2 separate regions of the Mus musculus genome follow, and region 1 is linked to region 2. Evidence: chromatin contacts called from public Hi-C data. All regions are on one chromosome and are shown on one strand. The core of a region is the stretch at or near the end of the contact, and the rest is flanking DNA. Distances in the headings are between cores, read along the strand shown. Region 1 overlaps Farsb (phenylalanyl-tRNA synthetase, beta subunit). Region 2 holds the start of Farsb (phenylalanyl-tRNA synthetase, beta subunit).

The links. Hi-C and Micro-C count contacts between places; a contact is called where the count stands out from the background.
Region 1: a contact with region 2 is called in a Hi-C map of Th1 cells, with 1.7 times the contacts expected there. The contact joins the enhancer-like site here to the promoter of Farsb in region 2. A contact is called at or near these places in 1 of 39 promoter capture datasets (macrophages), 1 of 15 datasets of contacts at CTCF or cohesin (the NIH/3T3 cell line), 24 of 484 Hi-C or Micro-C datasets (B cells, the G1E-ER4 cell line, the HPC-5 cell line and 9 more), 2 of 115 datasets of contacts at active chromatin or transcription factors (embryonic stem cells and pancreatic cancer cells) and 1 of 9 other capture datasets (pancreatic islet).

The regions. Positions count from the first base shown.
Region 1 is chr1:78,447,797-78,454,606 of GRCm38.p6, forward strand. All of the region lies in intron 15 of Farsb (phenylalanyl-tRNA synthetase, beta subunit), which reads right to left. Among named protein-coding and RNA genes, the nearest start is that of Farsb, 38 kb to the right of the region's middle. Within about 2 kb of position 4,210, at least 23 of the 459 cell types and tissues checked have an H3K27ac peak or open chromatin away from gene starts, as enhancers often do. A contact at or near this core is called in Th1 cells, where this site is marked.
Region 2 is chr1:78,485,678-78,492,418 of GRCm38.p6, forward strand. Farsb (phenylalanyl-tRNA synthetase, beta subunit) reads right to left here and starts at 3,220. Exons shown (of 17, transcript NM_011811.4): 1 at 3,108-3,220. The coding sequence starts at 3,165.

The DNA of each region.
Region 1 (6,810 bases), core at 2,960-5,459, 37 kb before region 2:
GTTTATTTCTTTTAAGAAAAGTTTCAGGATATTTATAACTTATGTGGGAAATAATAAACTAACTTCTAGGTTTAATTTTGCAATACTTTGAGGGCTGCGTGTTAACCTCATTATTTAGGTGTCCTCCCTACCCCACGGTTTTTCACATTTTCCAGAGGTACCACCCCCTCTGGATTTGGTTCTTCATATTTTGTTTAAACATTCACTCTCCATTCCCATCATCGCCCACAGAAAAATGATGAGGTATGCTAAAACTCCCACCTCCTTGCCTTCTGCAGGAGAGGCCATATTACATCACAGGAAGTAAAGACTGCATGCCACAAAGTAAGAACTATTTAGATTTCATGCCAAGGCTAGGGTTTGTTGGAAATGCCTTGGTTCTTTATAACTCAGTTAACAGACCTCTTGTGTCATGCCATCAAACAATTCTGCTTCTTAAATGGGCCTGCCAAGTATGTCAGCCTAAATTATCCATGTATTGCACAGACTTCAAAGTACTGCCTGGAGAGAGCTGATCTAAACCACCCAAAGGAGGGGTGGCTAGATGCAGTTCTGTGAGCTCAAAGAATACAACACATGAGGGTTTGTTTGGTTTGTTTAAGGAAAAGAAAAGGGAGTGGCACACAGTGCTGAGCATGTGACTCATATCCTAGGCTTTGCCATCGGCTTCCAGGCAGTGTAGATCCTGTTGCACCAATGATTAGAGGGGAATTAGTGGTTTCTGGTAATAATATCATCTAGGGTACAGAGTCATCCTTACACTCACATGTACCCAGACGCCAAATAAAGATGCTGTCAGAACAAAAGTGTAAGGGGAGAACAAAAAGCTTCTGGAAAAATCAAGGGCTGATACTGTGCTCATGCTGGAGATTCACAGTAGGCCAGACTCAGAGAATGAAGCACTTCACTGGTGCATCTATGGCTACCTTTCCAGCAGCATTTTCAACACTGGTACTCACAAAACCGTAACTCATGCTGCAGACCTGCCTCCTAAAGAATTTTAGCATGTTCTAAATGACCACAGCTAATGTAGGGAACCAAGAATCCTGATGTATTCCTTACAGGACTATAAATTAGTATAGTGAAATAAGTAAGCAAAGGCATGGAAGTGAAGGAGGGACTAGATGGGGAGATCAGCGGCAGTGACGGGGTTACAGGCCATGAGGGTGTGAATAAAACACAGGGCACAATAGGCAGTGGGTGCCCTTAATCCCAGCACCAGGCAAAGGCAGTCAGACTGGAGGCCAGCCTGGTTTACAAGTTCCAACCAAACCAGATGTAGCTGTTTTAAGAAAAAAGAGGAGAACAGGAAGAAAAGAAAATGGCATAGTAAAATCCATTTTATAGGTATAATTAATGTATGCAATATAGTACCATATACGACATATGTATAGACATAACTATATGCTGGGTATGTTGGCTCATGTGAACCTGTAAGCAGGATGTAAGTTTGAAGATAGGCAAGATCACAGAGCAAGACCTGACTCAAAACCAACAAAGTCAAAACAAAAACAAAAACAAAAAAGAGAAAAAAAATCAGTTAAAAAGTTTAGAAAATAATTTACTAAATTATCAAATATTTAAATGTATATACCTAGGGACTGACAATTATTTCTAAAATAATTATTTGCTCAAGGGAAAATGATACTCACTTAAAGACATACTTTAGGAAAAGTCTCAGGACCATCATTCATTCATGCTCACTCTGCTTTCCATATGGTAGACTATTATACAACTATTAAAAATGAGATCACTAGTATGCATCCAGATAGGTTAGATTAAGTGTAACCGCATCTGTATAAACTACAAAACTATCACTTTCTTTGTAGCTGCACACAGAAGTGTAACATGGCCACAGATATATGCAAGGACAGGCAGTGAATTAATTCTAGATGTGGAATGTCTGACAAGTTGTAGATCTTATTTTTTTAATTAAACAGAAGAACAAAATTCCTAAATCAATAAAACATATTCATGAAAGCTTAAGAATATTAAAAATATATGTTCAATTGTAAGGAACAAAAAAAAAAATCCAGCAAAAACTTTCCTAAAATGCTTTTATATGGCAGCACCAAAGTATACACTTTTATTTTAAAATGATGCTGAGAAGCCAAGAAACAAATGTGAAAAGAAATCTCTAAAATGCTCAATGCATCCAGGGGAAATTTATATTCCTGAGGGTTGGCTTCTATGTTGTTAACAGAAACCTGGAATGGATTTTTATCTATTAAAAAAAAATACAGCACTGGATGCATGACAAGGCACATTATACTCACGTTAGCAGATCTTAACTTTGTGGAACCAAGCACACAAAAATAACTTTCTATATTAAAAATGATATATTTACTCAGCTAAGATGCCATCTCATATGAGAAGGATGCTACTTCAAAAACTGTTAACGTCAGTCTCCTTACACCCATGTTTTTTGAATTATTAATTGGAAATTCTACATGCCAAAAAATATGAAATGGTGAAATTAAATTAATCCAGACTGATGACATAAGCCCTCTTCAGAAAGCCGCATTCCACATGTGGATGCTGGATAATCTTCTATTATCTGAGGCTCCAGAATTGATGGACAGTATCTCAGAAGATAGGTATTCACAAACCTATAATAAAATCTTCTTCTTTAGCCGTCATCGAACACGTAAGTTTCATACCAAAACTTATGAAGACTGGACCCTTCTTTCACTCATCCATGTCTACTTTCTGTCAGCTAGAGACTGACGCCATAGTCTTATGCGTGCCCGTGTTTAATGTTCCGTAACCCGTGGCAGATAAGCACTGACATCGCATGTGTGCATGTGTGTACGGATAGTATGCTGAGGAACAACCCACACGAAGACCAACCGTTACGGTGTGTGGTGGCCATGATGCTGGAGGGAGGAAGAAGAAATACAACTCTGAAACAGACCTTGCAATTAAAGGCTTAAAACATAAATTCCTTATTTCCACATGCACTTAAGAAGGGTAAAAAGAAACAGACCGTCTTCTCGCTTACAGAGGCGTCTGGGACAAGGTGAGTGTTTGGGAACCATTTCTCTGTAACCTGGAGGCAGGGAAAATGGAGTTCAAAGCAGGAGCCGCTCTGGAAGATGGAGCAAGGTCTGAGGGAGTCAAAAGCTCAGAGTAGCTGAGCTTCGAGAAGAAAGGGAGGCTGTCTAGAGCTTATGTGAGAGCTCGAACCCAGTGCACTTAGTACAGCAGTGACCAAGTCCAAACCGTCTGAAACCATGCACGTGAGGCTGCTCCTTGGATGAGCGGGTTATGCTGATCTGCTCCTAATGACGTAAGCCCCCAACCCCTTTACAGAGCAAGCCAAGCTCACCCACATCCTTAAGTTCCTGTTCCTTTTAGACCTGCTCATCCTCGACCCAGAGATCCGCTTTCTTGCATTTCAGTGAGATTCGAGGCATAGTGGCAGCTTCCACAGCACTGAGGGAGGAACTGTGACTACAGGACTCAACTGTGTTTAAACCGTGGGAAGGCCTGATTGTGCAAACTGTGCTAGCTTTTCCAGACAGGCAGCCTTTTGCTCATCCCTGCAGTTTTCCTGGCTTTTAAAAATATTTTGTTTACGGTTTGGTCATTCCTGACATTGAAGTGAATGACGATTAACATCTGAAAGCAGCCAGTAACTTTCACAGCAGCCTTGCATGCTCGCCACAGCTACCCTCCCTGCTACAAAACTAAAAACTTACCCTAGGGCAGAGTCTGTACTCAGTTTCTTGTTCCAAAAACACATGCCACTCTGTCCACCAAAAGGGGTAAATCAGCTCAGGCCCCTGAGTCATGACTAATTGTTAAAAGTGTTACAGCAGCTTCGGAGCTTGAGGCTCAGCAAATGCAGTGGCTGCTCAGCCTCACACAAGCCAAACGTGCCTGATTTACAGTGAAGTCTTAATGCCTGAAAAGTGTGCCTGACTTGGTTTCAAAACTGCCAGCCTGACAGCCTCATTCATCACGATGGCCAGTGAGAGCAGTGCTCGTTAGAGTAAAATGTCTGATTAGGTCAAGCAGGGAAATGGGAGTAGTCTTTTGCTTGCTTTCAGAAAAACTTGGGTCAGACAGGAAAAGAAAGAAATTTAGATTCCATTCTTGTCTTCATTTTGGAAGCTATGTTTGCCAAACAGACACTCATATGAGGCTCAGGGGTGCTAGGATTTTCTCGGCATTACAGAATGAGTTACTGGCAGTCCTAGGTCCATTCTCTGCATTCCCAGGGTACTTTGCACATTCTCTCCACATGGAACATGGATACACGGGGTGGCCAGTGAGCCCCAGGGTTCTGCCAGCCCCTGCCTCCCTGGTCTTGGTAAGACAGGCACATGCTGCCAGGCTTGGTTTCTCACATGGGTGCTGAGAATCTGAACACAGCTCTACATGTAGATGTGGCAGGTGCCCTCTTAGACTTACAGTCCTTTCTAGTTTTCTATCACTGTGGTTAACTAGACCACCTGGTTCCTGCTTGCCACACATCACCATTTTTTTGAACCCCATAATTTTGGGACTGCTCACTAAAGAGATTTGGGAAATCTCATTATTAATTGGAAAATCCCTCTATCAGTTATTTTGGTAGTTTCAAAAAGTTTCATTTAGGAACATATGGCCAGGAGAGAGAGGACTTCTAATTTGTAAATGGTAAATTACTCAAAGAGAAATCTCTGTGATTTATTGATTGACTGACTGATTACTGCTATGCCAGTGTAGTTTTCACCCTGTAGACTCAGACAGAATTAATGCCAAGAACTCCCAGGGCAGGTAGCTTTGCATCCAATTTTGGTATTCCATGGCAGAATGCAGCAAAGCATTTCTTCCAGAGCTGGTACCACCCAGATCCACTTAGGTCTGAACATCATCTTTCCATCCTGGTGAGCTTTAGTATCAAGACCAAAAAGCATGCGGCTGCCCGAGGAGAAGGAGCAGTCTTTCACTATCAAGCCTGTGGGGCTTAAGGTAGCCTCGGGACTCTCCGGGTCCCCTTTCATTCTGACAGTGCTTAGCAGGCAGGCCTCTGCCCAGGCTCCCCGCCTACACTGCAACAGTGGCAATGGGATCGCCCAGTGCAAGGAGGTGACTGATTTTTACAAGTAAAGTCTTACATTTAAAAGTATGGTTTAGGTTTCTCATAAAGGGGAAAAAAACACAAAAGAAGAAAATCTAACAACACTAAGTCCCTTAAAGATTAGGATAAAAAAATCAAGGAGCATTGTCTCTGCAAAGCACAGTGACACTGTTGGCCACCCTGGTCTTTAAGCACTACAGCAGAAAATGGACATGACCCGAGCCAGCAGCATCTGGCCCTAGGACTGCCAACACCCTAACAAGAACAGGAGTCATCACTCACTATGTGGCTAAAACTTTCTAAATGCAGTTTCACTCCATCCTTACTGCAGCTAATGAAGCAAGTGCTGTCATTACCCCATTGTACAGATGAGAAGACAGTCAGAGTTCAAATAAACTGTGTACCATAGAAGCATAACTAAAACCCACGCCTTATGGATGTAGTCTGCAGAACCCAGACTCACTACTGCCTCCCTACAGATGCTGTAGACCCTTTCCTGTAGGCCAGATGACTTGGAGGGATCATCATGTACTTATTTAGAATACCGCCTCAGAAAAGTTCTTGTTATGAAATAAGATCCAGGCCTACCTAAACAGAAAACATACTCCATCTCAACAAAAGGAAACATGTTTTCAAGTCGTAACCTCAGTGAGTAATTTAACTTCCCTTCATTTTTCACATGCTATTGATATGATAGAAAATATTAAAGAAGCAGTACAAGCCAATGCAAGATAAAGTGGGATCAGAAGGAAACAACCATGGAGAAATCAATAGACAGCTTCAACTAGGACGGGCACAGCAAAGGGTCAGAGTTCTCCCCATGAGAAAAAGCACTACAGAAATGCAGATGTCTGAGCTAAAGAACAACAATTAAACCCAGCTCAGGTACAAGCACTGTAGGGCTGAAACACAACAGTGTACTGCTCCACGACTATAGCCAAACTCTACAGCAAATGTGGTACCGAAACCGTGCAGTTACCTTAATCCTGTACTTATAATTATGAGCACACCACAGAGGATCAAGACAATATGAAGGTCAGAGGATAAGTGTGGAAGGAAAGCGTCAACGTTCACAGATCAATGCCACACTGCACCCAGTATCTACACCAATGGAAAAACTGAGCAAATCCTCAACTCTTTACAGCTGACACTAAAAATGTTCTCTCGTTTTTAGTATAGATTTGTCACTTCAAAAAAAAAAATCCTACAAACTACAGCCTGGAGTTAAAAACCGCTCACAAGCATAAGCGCTGATGTATGAAATTAAAGGAAGGCTGCCAGCCACGTGGTCACTTGAGGCACTGATCACTGCGGGTCACAGCACTTACATGTCTAGACGAACAACTGAACTTGAGCTTGTCTTAGAAAGAGTCACTTCCAGGAAAACCAGGTTTCCAAAATTCCTAAATTTATATTTATTGAATGATCATGCATTCCAAGTGTTAGACAAAAAACCCTGCTATACTAAGCTAAGTACTGTGAACTTCCATACTTCAAAGGGGAAACGTATGAAACCTATTCCCAATCACTGTTGTCAGTCAAAGCCTGACCGCAGTACCAGGCCACAAATGTCCGGGTGCAGGAAAGGAAAGTTTCAGAATGCTCTGGGAGCCTTCCATTCTTCCTTCCTTCCCCCCGGCCCCCAAGGCTGGTACTGAGGTAAGCTCAGGGACCCATGCTTAGTTTGAGAATTACCAACTCAAGGATGCTCTGATAGTGATGTACTAACCCGCATGTACACTAAA
Region 2 (6,741 bases), core at 1,970-4,469:
ATCCTAGTGCTTGAGCCTCTCCGCACTCGGACAGCACTCATCTATCACAAGATGCTAAACATCCTAAGACGCTCATCCACGTCAGAACCAGGTTCAGATGTCTCACTGTGGATGGTGCTCTAAGATGACACTTCTAGGACAAGTATATTTTGCATGTGGATGAACAAGAACCATTTGGTGACTGTGTGGAGAGACTGATTCCAATGATACCTGTCTATCTAGTTCCCTTATGCAAGCTCAGGATTGGTCTCTGTCACCAACAGAATATGGAAAAGGATGGAATAGCATGTCTGAGCAATTATCAAACACAGAGGATAGTACTTAAGCGCTCCCGTTTACCTGCTCTCTCAAGAGTTCTCCTTCTGGGACAAATTAACAAAAGCCAAGGTAGAAGGAACTGGAAAACATCAGTGGGTAAACAAAACCGCTTAATGAAACCGCTTAAGGAAACTTAGCAGAGGAGAGATGGCTCAGCAATTGAGAACACTTGTTACTACTGCAGAGTACCCAGGTTTGATTCCCAGAACCCACGTGGTGGCTTACAGTCATCTGTAACTCAAGTTCCAGGCCATCTGATGCCCTCTTCTGGCCTCCACAGGCACCAGACACGCATCTGATGCAAAGCAAAACACTAATACATATAAATTGGTTTAAGTCTAAATAATAATAAAGATGGTGATGACTTAAGAAACAACTTAGAAGCAGATTCTCCAGCCCCAATGAGCTCTTGACCCCACTTCAGATCTGCAACTTGGAGTAAAATACAGGACCACCAAATATCAAATCTTAACCATCAGAAACTAAGTAGCAAACACTCACTTTGTAATATGCAAAAATCTTGTCAGCCAAATGGCAATAAATCAAATTGTATGCATTACTAGAATATATTGAATCTTATTCCTTATTCCTTTAAGCTATATTTTTAAAACTTAAATGAAAGAAAGAAGCAAAAGTAAAACCATGAATAAGTCCCTACAATAAAATGGTAAACCTAAAAACCTGTGTGGCACACAGGTGGCTCTGACAGTACTTACTGTACCAAGCTAGAACAGGGCCCAGGCTGAAGAGCAATCAGAAACCAGTTCACAAGAAAATGAATATCAAAGAACAAACAAAAAGTAAGTAACAAGAACACAACTGAACAGAAAGGCAATCGCAAGGAGGATTAGGAAGACAGAGCTGCGCCAAGGGCAACAGGGGAAAGGAAATGCCCTGGGCAACAAAAACTGCCAAGAGAAATGGAAGGTGACGGCAGCTGGAAATGACAGTGGGGTTCAGATGGGCAGCAGCCCTAGAGGGCTCAATAAGGTGACATGTAAGAGCACAAAAAAAGAGAAAGAGGCAAACAAAAATGGAAAAAAACAAAAAAAAAAACAAAAAACAAATGACACCCACACTTCATTTGGAAACTACCTGTTCTGGTGAATAGCCTTTTCCAACTCCAACCACCACTGAGCTGACATTTAAAAAGATTTCAAGAAAGAAGGCAAGAGAAACAATGAAGATTAGTACTAACCCATCTGGTGTATACCTTAAATACCATCAATAGGTATGAAAGAATTTCAAAAGAGCCTACAGTTCACAGTCGGTGTGGGGAAACCAAGCTTGTTGGATCACTCACCATTTTAAAGTGGAAGGAAAAGGAAACAGCCAGGGAATGTATTAAAACATTATCTGATGATTGCGAGCAGGTCATAAGCCTCATTGTCTTTTAAAATTTGGACAATCTGGTACTTTTCCATAGATAAGGGTCTGACTAGGAACTGATTCCAAGTTGTTCATCTTGCCACACACCATCATATGAACTTCAGAGACAGTGACCACCAGGAGAGAGAATATGATTTAGAGTAACAGGGCAAGTGAGGTATATTAATAAGCTTACTATATAAGGGAAACTGGTTAGGAAATTAAAACCACATTCCAAAAGCAAAGCGATTTCCTGTTTCTAAGGCCTTGGTCACAACTATAATTGTATCACTTGGGAGACTGAGTCAGGAGGATTGCCACAAGTTTAGAGTCAGCCTGGACTTCAGAATAAGGTTCTGTCTCCAAAAGAACAACGACAAAATCCGACAAACACAGGGGGTGAGTAATATCTAAAGTCCATCCTTAGGAAAAAAAAATCTTAAAAGTTTACTTGTACGACATCAGTACTGTGGTGTTATGAACCTGCTCCATTTTGTCCTCTAATTTTGGCCTCTAATACTCAAAAACAAGGAGGCTCTCATAAAACACTCGCTCTGACCTTTATAGAAGCTGATAACTACAGGGTGAGGCTGATACCATTTCAACTTACTACATCTGTGTTGGAAATGATAATTTGACTAATATTTACCTCCCTTCCCCCCCCCCCCACAATGGTTTAGTTTTAGAACTGAGAAAGAGGGAAGTGTGTCATGAATGCTAAGCCCATAGAAGTGATTCCATTTAGGGGTCAAATCAATGTTAACTATCAAATGCTACCCCTGCACAAAACCTGGTTTCCTTTCCCAGAAACATTTAGCATGTCCAATAAACCGTTTTACTAACATCATGGTTTGTTATTTTTCTCATGTATGTGTCATGTGCACAGCTCTACTCCCAAACACTGCCTGACACACTTCTGGAGCCTGGTCAACACTAAAATAAAGCCAATGCCGGGCTTGGTGGCACACGCTTGTTATCCCAGCACTCAGAAACTGAGGCAAGAAGACCGACAGTTCGAAAACAGCCTGGGCTACATAGTGAGACCCGCATCTTTCTTAAACGTCTCCCCTTCGCTGTCAATCTGGTTCCACAGCCTACAGTTGTGATGGAACCCAGGGTACGTTTCCTCGTCTGTGTCCCGACACCAAAGTCCGTGCTGGGCACGGAGTTGGAGCTCGGTCTCTAAATGAATGACACGGAGAGCCCGACACGCGCTGATGATGCAACGGAGCCACCGCGGAGCTGGTTCCGAGAAGCTACTTCAGCGCAGCCGAGTCTCCTCGCCCAGCAGCGCGCCCCTGAGGACTCTGGCCGTGCCGGGCCAAACCCCACGTAGCGGCATGAACGCCGCCAGCACGTTCTTCTGCAGGGCGAGCAGACTTCCCCAGGCACCGAGCCCAAGCCACGGGGCGGGCACTCACTGTAGGTCCGGCCCAGGGCTTGGAAGAGCAGGTCTCGCTTTACGCTGACAGTCGGCATGGCGAGTCGTGGACACTGCGCCTGCGCCACATGCGGGGCCTCAGCGACCCTAGAGTGAAGGACCCGACGCTCCGCTCTTGGGCTGTCTCACGTGATGCCTGTCTAAATTCAACCATTTGCACATCCGTTTTCCAGCCGAATATAGGAAAACACCTCTCTCTGGATTATTTAACATAGTTCTGTTGTGACGATAACCAAAAAGTTTGGAAAATAGGTGTAATCGGGTGGAATTATCTCTATTTTGACAGGCAAGAGTGAGAACAGACCTCAGAGGCCTGGATGCTTCCCAAAGCCCTAGGGAAGATGCCAAGTTGGGTAGGCGGAGCGCTAGATTGGTGGGAAGGACTTCCAGGTAGAGAAGTCCGCCCAGAGGTATTTGAAAAGCAAGGTAAACGGATGCAAGACTTCCTGCAAAGAAGAATATGCAAATACTAATGGCAAGGTCTGTTAACAGGCCACATTTTTTTACTTTTTTGAGACAGGTTTCTCTGTCGCCTTGACTGTCCTGGAACTCGCACTATAGACTAGGCTGGCTTTGAACTCCGAGAACTTTTGAGATCCGTACCTCCCTAGTGCTGGGATTAAAGGCATGCGCCACCACTGCCGGGCTTTTACTTAATCCTTTAACCCTCTTGAAACTACAGATTTTATACCCGAGCCTTGTTCGAACGCAGCAGCAGCCCTGTGGGTAGGCGTTGTTAGAGACCGCAGGACTTTTCTGTCAGATGCTGTACTCAGCCTAAAAAGTGCACGAGCAGATTTGCTCCTTAGAATAACTCTGAGGGACAGTACGTCAAATCATGGGCCACTGAGATGTCAGGACTTAATCCCGTGTAGCCTGCAAATGCTACTTTATGTGGTATCAGAGCCTATGTGGAATAAGCTAAGGGTTTTGAGATGGAACTTAGCCTAGGTTATTAGGATGGGCCCTAAATGCAATTGACTGTAGACTCAATAAGCGGAAGGCAGTGATTCCAGTAAGGTCACTAAAAAAAATAAAGTCAGTAGTCTTCGAAACTGGAAGAGATAAGGAGGGAAATCTCTCCTAGCCTATTCAGCAGCCCCCAAAACACTTGGATTTGGGCCAGTGAAATTGCTTTTGGGTTTCTTGCCTCCAGAACTTGAATATAACAAAGTTCTGTTTCATCTCATTCATTATTCTTTATGATTTGAGATAAAGGCTCAACTCTATAGCTGAAGCAGTCCTGGAACTCATCCTGTAGCTCTGGATGGCCAGAAATTTTCAGAGTTTTAAGGTGTCCTGAAAGACAAGAATATAAGTTACCTCACCAGACTCAAGTTTCTGTTTGAAATCAAAAGTTTGTAGTACTTCCTTTCAGCAGCCATGAAAAAACAAATACATCAAAGCAGGAAGATAAAACAGCCATGGACTGTGGGACTCACCTAACCTGTAAGGCATAGCAGAAACATTGCTTCCTCAAGAGAAAATAAAGCAAGGACCAACACTGAGGAAGTGAGAACCCTTCACTTGAGGAAGCAGAACTGAGGCTAGACTTAGGCCATCATAACTCTTAATAAGTTTTCCACTGCACTAATTTCCACTTATGGCAAGTCCCACGTGTAGCTTTCTGACCCTAAATTCCAGTAAGTGGGCACTTACTGAGTTCACCAACTCAAATGCTCATCTCTCAGAAACATACAACTAACAGTATTTGGCTACTTATTAAGGGATCTATTAACTCAGGCATTTGACCATAACATTAACTCTCATACTTCATAAGAGGATTTAAAATGCCGCTTTGTTTCCCCTGATATGTCACTATAGGCGTGTTTTAAGAAATTATAGATGGATGTGGGAAACAAAGTAAATAATGCTATTTGGAGAGTAAACCAGAAATAGTTCTTAATATTTTACTTTTAAGGATTATTTCCCCATGGAGATTTACAAAGTTCCAGCCCAATTTAAATTATTTTTTCTATTGATTCTGGGGTTTAGGTTGTATTTTTTAAAAATCTTCCTCCACACATTTTTTAAAAACCATGTTTTCCTTTTTGAGTACATCAGTAGAATTCTTTTCCATTTAAATCTCAGATCTTTTTTGAGATTTGTTTTGGTTTTTGGAGCTAATGAACAAGCCAGTTTTATTTTATTTTCAAACAGCAATGCCAATACCATTTATTAAAAAGCTTTTTTCCCCATCCAGTTTGTAATATCACATATTAAATTTCCACATATATTTGGATCCACTGCCAGAGTGTCTGTTTCAATGCCAGCACCAAGCTCTTTTAATAATTATGGTGTCATTTTCCAAACCCCTCCTGGAAACCAGTTCCAAAGGCCAAAGAACCACATTGTCAAGTTTAGTTACAGCAGTGACCCTACTTCTCCAGTTACTTTTCCCATTGCTGTGACCAAAAACACCCGACGGAAATAATTCAAGGGGAAAAAAATTATTTTTGGCATCCTTTCAAAAGGTTCATTCAGTTGGTCACGGTGGGCAAGGCAAGGAGAGGCAGTTCACATCTCAGAGGGCCAGGCAGCAGGGCTGGAAATGTGGGTGCACCCTTAGCATTCCCCCTTCATGTTTTCATTCCATCCAGGCCTCTAGCCCATAGAATGGTGCCACCTACATGCAAGACAGATCGTTACCTCTCTGGACTCAGCCTTTACAAACACAGCCAGCTGTGTACCTCCCCAGCTTCTAGGTGTTCTAAATCCAGACAAGTTGGCAATGATAATAACTTTCATAAGCATGTTTTCTCTTTCATCATGAAACCTCAGTCTTGGAATTATTCTAAAGAAAAAACTGGTATCATTCTTTGTAATATAGAAAAAAAAATGAAACAGCTGAAACATCTAACATGGCTTGGTTAAAGTGTTTCGATACAACCCAGTAGGAACATTAAAAGCCATGTAGCAGGCCAGGGATTCAGCTTCCTGGTAGGGTGTTTATCCAGCATGCATCACATCTTTGGATTCATGTCCAACACCCCAAAGTAAAATATAAATCAAAAGAATGTTGACTGTGGTGGTAGTTAGTGTTAATTTTCAACTTGACAGAATCTCCGACCACCTGGGAGATGGGCCCCTGAGCATGCCTTTGAAGGATTATATTGATCGTGATGTGAAAGGACGCATCATAATTATGGTTGGGACTCTTGCCTCGGCAGGGGATTCTAGAATTCATCCCTGTCTAGTTCTTGATTAGGGATGTGGTATGAGAAGCTGCTTCAAGCTCTTGCTGCCTTGACGTCCCTCTTTGAGGACTGTACCTTGAGCAGTAAACTAAAATATGTTTCCCTTACGTAGCGTTTTCAGAGTATTTCATCACAGCAGCAGGGGAAACGCACACATTATGTATGCATATAATGTTGTGAGATCTTTTTTGAGAAAGAGAGAGTTACTCTGTGTGACTGGAATTATATAAACCAGGCAGGACAGGAGCTCTCAGAGATCCTTCTGCCTCTGCCTCCCAAGAACAAGGATCAACGACGTATGCCACCACAGCCTATGTGTGCTGTGGAAATTTTAACAGGAAAAGACTTTTCAACAAATAATATGAAAATGAAATTATTGTATATGCTTAAAATGATTAATTTTGCTCAGTTGAGTGT